2 separate regions of the Mus musculus genome follow, and region 2 is linked to region 1. The links are chromatin contacts, called in public Hi-C maps. All regions are on one chromosome and are shown on one strand. The core of a region is the stretch at or near the end of the contact, and the rest is flanking DNA. Distances in the headings are between cores, read along the strand shown.

Region 1 (4,286 bases), core at 1,701-4,200:
AATCGAGGTGAACTTGCTCCATGTGGAATGCCCAGTGGCAAAGGACACAGGAGTGAATGCTGGCACTTTACATAGAGAATGAGAAGAAAAAAAGAAATGCAAATTAGTGTCAGTACCTGCAAATTCCTTAAGAACTAAAATAAATAACTAAAATGTATCATTTTTGTCTTGTGGTCCAGCATCCCCACTGTTGGATCATATCCCAAACTCAAAAGGTCACAGTGCTAGAAAAGAGCTTGGGTCTCACACTCACTCGCAAGCTCTCTCACTCACTGAGTCGTTACCACAGGCCTCTCAAGGCATCTTTTGAATAGCTCAGGTAGCAGCCAGAAAAACAGGGTCCCCTAACTACCAGCAGAGTTTTTAATAAACTCTGAGAAATGAATATATCATCCCCATGTGCTACTAATCAGAGGGTTTATTGCTGATCCACAAAGGGGGGCTCCCAGAAGGGGAAGCTCTGTGACAGGTCACCAGCCCACAGGTCACCAGCCCATAGGTGTGGCTCTTCCCTGTGACCTTCATCTTGCAGTAACACATAGGAAGAGAAATGGTTGCTGCTGAAGCAGGCCCTTTGTGCCTTTCAGCCTGTAGTTTACTACTAATCAACCCCTTTGTATCTTCTCTTCACCCTCTGGCCTTCAGTAATTAAATCTAGGATATCCCAGAAGTTGTTTTTCTTATTGATACCTCTACATCAAAACATCACAGGGTAACTGTCAACCCGAAACACTGGAAGAAGGACGACTCTCTCTCTATCCTTCGCCTGCTTGCCTTGTGGGACTGAGCAACTGCTAGATCCTTGAACTTCCATTCACAGCTGCTGCTGACCACTGTTGGGAGTCAAACTGCAGACTGTAAGTCATCAACAAATTCCTTTACTATATAGAGATGACCTATAAGTTCTGTGACTCTAGACAACCCTGACTAATACAGAAGTTGAGCTCTAATCTCAAAGGGAAGAGAGAATTTATTCAAGAGCAGTGGTTCTCAACCTGTGGATAATGACCGTCTCTGGGATTTGAAGGACTTTCACAGGGGTCCCATAGCAGATATCCTGCCTGTCAGATATTTACATTATTATTTTTACATATTTACATATTTATATTCACAACAGTTGCAAAATTACAGTTATGAGGTAGCAATAAAGATAATTTTATGTTTATTAAAGGGTCACAGCCTTAGGAAAGTTGAGAATCACTGCTTTAGAACCAGATGTGAGCTATCATAACCTAGGAATGCAGCTATCAAATGCCAGGATCAATGTGGTAACAGTTTCATGGAGTCTTCATAATTATAGAACAAATGAGAACTATAGATCCACGCACTTTTCAAATGCATGGGCGGAATCTGACGCGTTCCTTAGCATTGGTAGAAAGCGGTGATGTGTTAAATCCTAAAAGGGTTCATGGGACAGTCCCAAGGATCTAGGCCAGACACAGAGATGGGTGCCATAGATTGCTAGTAAGGAAAGCTAAAAAGAACCCCAACATAGTTTGATCTGGGCTCTGTTAACATCTCAGCTCTCCACAAACACAAAGTTGTAATCAGTCAGTCAGCCTGGTAGAGTCTTTTTTTCTGAGAATTTCAGTTAATAATAATAATAATAATAATAATAATAATAATAATAATATATTAATGTCATTTTTTAAATTATGAGAACAAAGATGGACAATCACTTCAAAAGAAAATCACTTGACTCACAATTCTAGAAGATCCGAGCAGCCTCATACCACTGTCCTGTCCAGAGGCCCCTGTGGAAAAGCAGAAAGCGAGCCAGTGGCCTGCAGAAGCGGCCAAGCCCATGGGTGTCCTCGCTTTTTAACCACCTGCTCTAGAAGGAAGTAACTCAACAGCCAATCGCATTCCTCCAAGACTGTCCCCTCCTGGAGGTAGGTGTGCCCTGGCCAGATCACCTTCACTCCGCTGTGGCTCTTTAGTCTCCTCCTCCACCCAGCCATACCGGAGGCCCGCAATACCAGCCCAAAGCTTCCTTACTTCCACTTTGGGGGTCGACTAAATCTAAACCCTGGCAGAGCCTCTTCTCCCATCACATAGAGCAGAGTGCCCCATCGCAGCCTGCTAGGTCGAGTGGAGAGATAGATTTAACACGTACAAACGATGAGTCTCAGCTGGTTCTAGGCCAAGGCATCTGGGCCAGATCCCTATCAAAGTGCTATAGATAGTTTAATCTCTACAACACCTGCAGGAGGCAAAGGCCGCTTCTCCTTTATAGCCCAAGACCCTAAGGTTTAAGAAATCAGTTACTGCCCCAGTGGCCCTGCCTATGCTGGATCCTCCCCCTGCCCGTCACCAGTGTTAAAAACACTCTACCCAGTCACCTCTGAAGAAACAACACAGGCGCTCCTCCGTCTGAGAACTGAGATAAGGATGAGAGCTACAACAGGAATCTGCTTCCTGCTAGTCTTCTTTCCCCCCTCATCCCCCTCTCTCCCTCGTGTGAGATGACACAAGTTCGTTCTCTTGTAAAGGTCACAGACCACTCTTCCTGGCTCACCTGGCCTACCTATGCTATTGACCGGAGTTGCATGAGATACACACACACACACACACACACACACACACACACACACACAGAGGCCCTGGCAGGCTAATCCTACAAAGAGAATCTCCATGGCCCGGGCTGCACCCTCCTCACCAAGAGGCCCAGCCTCGCATTGGCCCTCTCTCTTCCTCGCTGCCAGCTGAGCTATCCTCCACAACACTCACCCTCATCGCTAGGGAAAGGGGCCACCTAAGCTGGGTAGCACCACGTTCTTTAGTGGGGTCTTAAAGACAAAGGAGATACTTCGGTTTCCTTACCCGACAGGGAGAGAAGCAGGAGCTACCTTCCTGATCTCTGTATTTGCTCAAAAGACAAGGCTCCACAACTGGAGGCTCACCAGAGGGAACCTGAATGAGCCTGTTCTGAGCCGCTAGCTTTAGTTGGGCAAGCCCCGCCCCGCATCAAGTCCCGCCCCTGGGAAGCTCCACCCCTTCACCCAGCACTGCCCCCAAGCCACCGCGAGGCTTGCAGAATCGCTAGGTTTACTCTTTTTTTTTTTTTTTTTCCATTTTTTATTAGGTATTTAACTCATTTACATTTCCAATGCTATACCAAAAGTCCCCCATATCCACCCACCCCCACTCCCCTGCCCACCCACTCCCCCTTTTTGGCCCTGGTATTCCCCTGTACTGGGGCATATAAAGTTTGCAAGTCCAATGGGCCTCTCTTTCCAGTGATGGCCGACTAGGCCATCTTTTGATATATATGCAGCTAGAGTCAAGAGCTCCGGGGTACTGGTTAGCTCATAATGTTGTTCCACCTATAGGGTTGCAGATCCCTTTAGCTCCTTGGCTACTTTCTCTAGCTCCTCCATTGGGAGCCCTATGATCCATCCATTAGCTGACTGTGAGCATCCACTTCTGTGTTTGCTGGGCCCCGGCATAGTCTCACAAGAGACAGCTACATCTGCGTCCTTTCAATAAAATCTTGCTAGTGTATGCAATGGTGTCAGCGTTTGGATGCTGATTATGGGGTGGATCCCTGGCTATGGCAGTCTCTACATGGTCCATCCTTTCATCTCAGCTCCAAACTCCGTCTCTGTAACTCCTTCCATGGGTGTTTTGTTCCCAAATCTAAGGAGGGGCATAGTGTCCAGGTTTACTCTTCTAAAAGTCCTACTTTATCTGCTCTTCGGTCACTTGACCTCATTGAGCGCGTTCATCTTGTGAGGCCTGTGTGTCTAGTACTAACAATGTTTGCAGCTGAAAGGGACGTCAAAAAACTGTTAGCGCAGGAGGACCTATTATTAGCATTCTGTCTAAACTCCACCCCACAGTTAACTGGCAATAGCCAGGTATGCGCCTCCCCACAGTTACCTGGCAACAGTCAAGTGGGCCTGACCCACTATCAAAGGGGCTGCTTGCCCCACTCCTCCCTCTCTTGGTCTCTTGCCCTCTTTGTCTCTTGCCTTCTTGCTCCCTCCTCTGTCCCCTCCCCCTCCCCCCTCTCTCCACGTGCTCATGGGGGCCCTCTACTCCTCTACTCTTGCTCTCTGCCTCTGCTGCCCTCTTAACTCTCCTTCCCACGCCCTGAATAAACTCTATTCTATACTATACTCTACTGTCCTGTGACTGGTCCCCCAGGGGGAAGGGATGCCTTGGCATGAGCCCGTTGAGACACCCTGCTTGCCCCATACCTCACCACCACCCCCCCATAGAACAAATCCCCCTTCTCTTTATCTTTTTTTTATAAACACATCACCTATAGGAAGCAAAGTGGT
Region 2 (4,222 bases), core at 1,711-4,210, 110 kb after region 1:
TGGTTTGTCCCACTATCTCAGCTGTATCCCCAGCCCCAAGAGATTATTTCTAAAGCTTATAATCCATGTGTGGTATTTAAAATGTCTTCCTAGTTTCAGCATGATTAGTAAAATCTTGTTGGAGCTGAAGTACTAGATCTTAAAAATACATTGAGACCTCTATTGAAACGGCAGCTAAGCAATCTTTATAAATCTCTTACTACCTCAAAAGAGTGCCTAAGTCATTCTTCTCTTCTACTGCTTACTGAAAATACAGCTCTGAAGCTGGGTGTGTTGTACACGCCTTTAACCTCAGAACCTGAGAGACAGAGCAATTGTACTTCTGAGATTTTGAGACTAACATGGTTGACATTGCAAGTTCAAGGCTGGCTGCTGCTACACACTGAAGCCTTGTCTCAAGAAAAAGAAAAAGAGCTACATCTTTCACGATGTCACATGTTCTTACAATTCTGTCACCTTCGTATTTTTAGGTAAGTTGTTAGGTACAGTGTTCCTCTTTTCCCTTAGAAGCACTTTTAGCCTTTACATTTCTCAAACATTGGCAGCCTTTTCTCTCTGTGTGTACATGTGTGTGCACGGATGCACACATCCATTTGTGTGAATTTGAGCGCCACAGGAAAACATGCTTGTGCATATGAAGGTCAGAGGTCATCCTCAGGTAGTTTTTGCCAAACTTGTCAAATAGGCTAGGCTGACTCGGTTACCAACCTCCAGAGATCCTCTAATTTCTGCCTCACCTTGCCACACACCCCCCCACCCCCCCCACCCCCCCCCCCGGGTCATAAGCACAGACCACATAACCTGCTTTGGGGACTTGTAAGCAGTTACTAAGTTTCACATGTAGGTCTTCATGATTGTGCAGAAAGCACCTTACTGAGTGAGCCTCTCTCCAGGCCTCTCTTTTGTTTTTTGTTTTTTTTTAAAGATGTATTTATTTATTATATGTAAGTACACTGTAGTTATCTTCAGACACACCAAAGAGGACATCAGATCTCATTACGGATGGTTGTGAGCCACCATGTGGTTGCTGGGATTTGAACTCAGTCAGTGCTCTTACCTGCTAAGCCATCTCTCCAGTCCCCAGGGCTCTCTTTTTTAATTTGTTTTTCTTCTAGTGTTTTGTTTAGTTTTGCTTTGCTTTTAATTTATGGTGCTGTGGCTGACCCCAGAGTCTCCTGTGTGCTAGGCAAGCACTCCCCCACTTTCAAGGAAGGCTGTTCACGAAGAAGCCCCATCTGAAACTGGATGGCTGTCCATCTCAACAGATAAACAACCAACATAGAAACACAAGAAACATAAAGACATAAAGCAAAAATGTTACCAAAAGTCCATATTGAATTCCAGAGGGAAAAAAAAATAAGAGAAAAGAAAAAGAAAGAAAAAAAAAAAAAAACAGAAGCCATTTTAAAAGTTGAGGGAGTTTTGCCTTATTTTGTTGAGACAGAGTTTCACTGTGTAGCCTTGGCTGGCCTAGACTTGATAGGTAGACCAGGCTGGCCTGGAAATCACAGAAGTACACCTGCCTCTGCCTCCCGAGTGCTGGGATTAAAGGTGTATGTCACCATGGCTGGCCAAAAGTTATTTGGCTTTTTGTTTTTATTTTTAAAAATCAAGATTCAAGTCAATTCTTAAGTTAAAAAAAAAAAATCAATCCAAACTTGAATGAGAAATTCAGCAGAGACAGAATTAGAAGGAAAAAAAAATGTAGAAATTAAAAGTTCAAGTAAGCCAGGCATGGTGGTGCACACCTTTAGTCTCAGTACTCAGGAGGCAGAGACAGTGGATATCTAAATTAGAGGCCAGCCTGGTCTACAGATCGAGTTCTGGAACAGCCAGGGCTACACAGAGAAACTCTGTTTCAAAAAACAAACAAAATCCCAACTAATGTAACAATAGAACAGACTAGATGGTGGAAAGAGATTAAAGATAAGGTTGAAGAATTCTGAGGTTCAACAACAAAGCAAATTAAGAGACCAACCACAACCACCACTCCTGGGGACATGAGTAGGAGACCAAATATTCATAGCGTGTGCTGTGTGACACAAACTATTCACCTTGGAAGAAGGAATCCAGAGCGTCAGAAGGGCCTGTGGAGATGTCTGTGGATTATTTTTCATGATTGATGGTTAATGTGGGAGGGCCCAAAGCACTGTGAGAGCTAACGTGCTATCCGGGCAGGTAGTCCAGGTTGTATCACCAAGGTAGTTCAGCAAGCCAAGAAGCACATGACCTCTGCTTCAGATTAGCTTCCAGGCTCCTACCTTGAGTTCTTGCCTGGCTTCTCTCAGTGATGGACTTTAACCCAGAAGGCAAAGAAACCCTGTCCTCCCCATTGCTTTTGATCATGGTATTTTTATTAGAGCAATAGAAAGTCAATTAGGACGGGTGTAAAAGAAGGATCTGAGGTGCAGGCTGAAAGGCATAGGGAAACTTAGTAATTGAAGCTGTAGAAGGCAGTTTCAAAGCCTTGGGGGGGGGGGGGGGAGTAAACATTCATTTGCATTGGTTTGGCAGGAAGGAAGCTGAGGATACCTGTTCTTCAGAGAAGAAGAGTTACAGACCGCACCATTGCCACAGACATCAATGATAGAGCCCTGAAGAATGATAGATACAGAGCTTTCGGGTTGAAGGCGAGCTTCCATAGGAAAGTGAGCTATCGTGCACACCTTTGCTACAGGGAAACTCAGGCTTCCTTTCGGGGCTTTTAATCACATTATTAATATAAGAACTTTAAAAAAACATATTCAGAAGAAAGCTTGTGAATAATCTTATGAGTCTTTGAGAAAGACAACATGGCGAGAGAGCTACGTCCTTGGCAGATGCAGGAGGGAGTTAGAGAAGAGAGGAAGCCATGCTTTTCGAGTTAGGGTCCAAAGAAACCAGGCAGGTTCAGAGGTGCAGGTTGGTGAGTCGCCACAGAGTAGAAAGAGAAGGGAGCTTATGAGAGTGAGGGGAACGCCCAGGGCGAGGGGAACGCGTGATCAGCCAAACGAATGAAAAGAACGCAAACTCTGGCAGGTGCTGCACAGCTACAAGGGCTGAGCTGAGCAGAGGAAGCCTTCCTTATCTTAACTCGTCTTTGGGTAGAGTAGATTGGGGGCAGGGCCTGTGGAGGGGCACTCCTGGCTAGGTGATTGATAGATTGACTGAGAAAGTGGTTTTCTCTTAAATAGGTCTCAATAACGCCCTCCACCTTTTCATGTGGTAATTTAAGTCTTTGGCAGCCAATTGTAATGGTTTCCTTCCTACACTTGGTTACTAAGGTAACAGAACTTAGGGATCTAAACTGACCCTGAGGGAGGAAACTCATCCCCAATGGCGTCCAAGCCTGATACTGCCTATCTAGCTACCTAACATTCGCCTCTACAAGAACCAAAGGCTCTGGGAAGCATTTACACCAATTGAGAGGGATCCTTCACCAACTTCCGGTGAGGGATGGAGAGCCGATCGTTGATCAGTGGCCAGAAGATGGATCTGTTGCAGGTGGAACAGGTCTTATATGACTCAGATCCCTGAAGGGGAGCACTAGCACCAGGATATCCTATCCGAGTTACGACACCGATGTTATTAGCAGTTGAAGAGTACCTTGGTGTATTAGGCAGGGGCCTGGGAATCAAGGAATGCTGCAGAAATGGCACACCACAACAGATCTCAGACAAGAGCTTTATTGTGGGGGGTTTGCAGAGGTGAAAGGCTGTCTCTGAGCAGGAATTAAGAGAGAGACAGAGAGAGACAGAGATAGAGAGACAAAATGAGAGAGACAGAGAGCAACAGACAGAGTGGACCATGATGGTGGGGACTTTTTAATGGGGACCCATGTCACATTTGCTGGCTGGTGATGATGTGATGACATGGCTGTTGGTACTCCGTCGCCAAAGGCAGGCTGGGGAGACCTGGTTCCTAACAAAAACAAAAACTAATAAAAAAAAATGGCAATGCATAACAAAAAAAGGAACTCTTCAAAAGTACTTATATGCTAAAAAGATTAATTTTAGGGTTTATCAACTAAAGGTAAAGTCTAAAGTTACCCCTCCTTTCCCTATGACCTTAATTATTTTTCTTTGATTTATAATTTTCCTTGAGCAACTTTTTTTTTTTCATTTTACTGTATGTAAGGTAAAGTGTCTTTATTATATACAGTAGTCCTAAAATTCCTTACAGCCTTAAAAAAAAATCTCAGCCTGGTGTGCATTGAGATACCCACAGTTTATGGGAACTCCTG

What was found. Hi-C and Micro-C count contacts between places; a contact is called where the count stands out from the background.
Region 2: a contact with region 1 is called in a Hi-C map of embryonic stem cells, with 3 times the contacts expected there. A contact is called at or near these places in 11 of 484 Hi-C or Micro-C datasets (the HL-1 cell line, embryonic stem cells, morula and 1 more), 1 of 130 datasets of targeted methods (embryonic stem cells) and 1 of 9 other capture datasets (embryonic stem cells).

The regions. Positions count from the first base shown.
Region 1 is chr19:23,953,856-23,958,141 of GRCm38.p6, forward strand. No RefSeq gene overlaps it. Among named protein-coding and RNA genes, the nearest start is that of Gm34076, 38 kb to the left of the region's middle.
Region 2 is chr19:24,061,516-24,065,737 of GRCm38.p6, forward strand. No RefSeq gene overlaps it. Among named protein-coding and RNA genes, the nearest start is that of Gm41823, 16 kb to the left of the region's middle.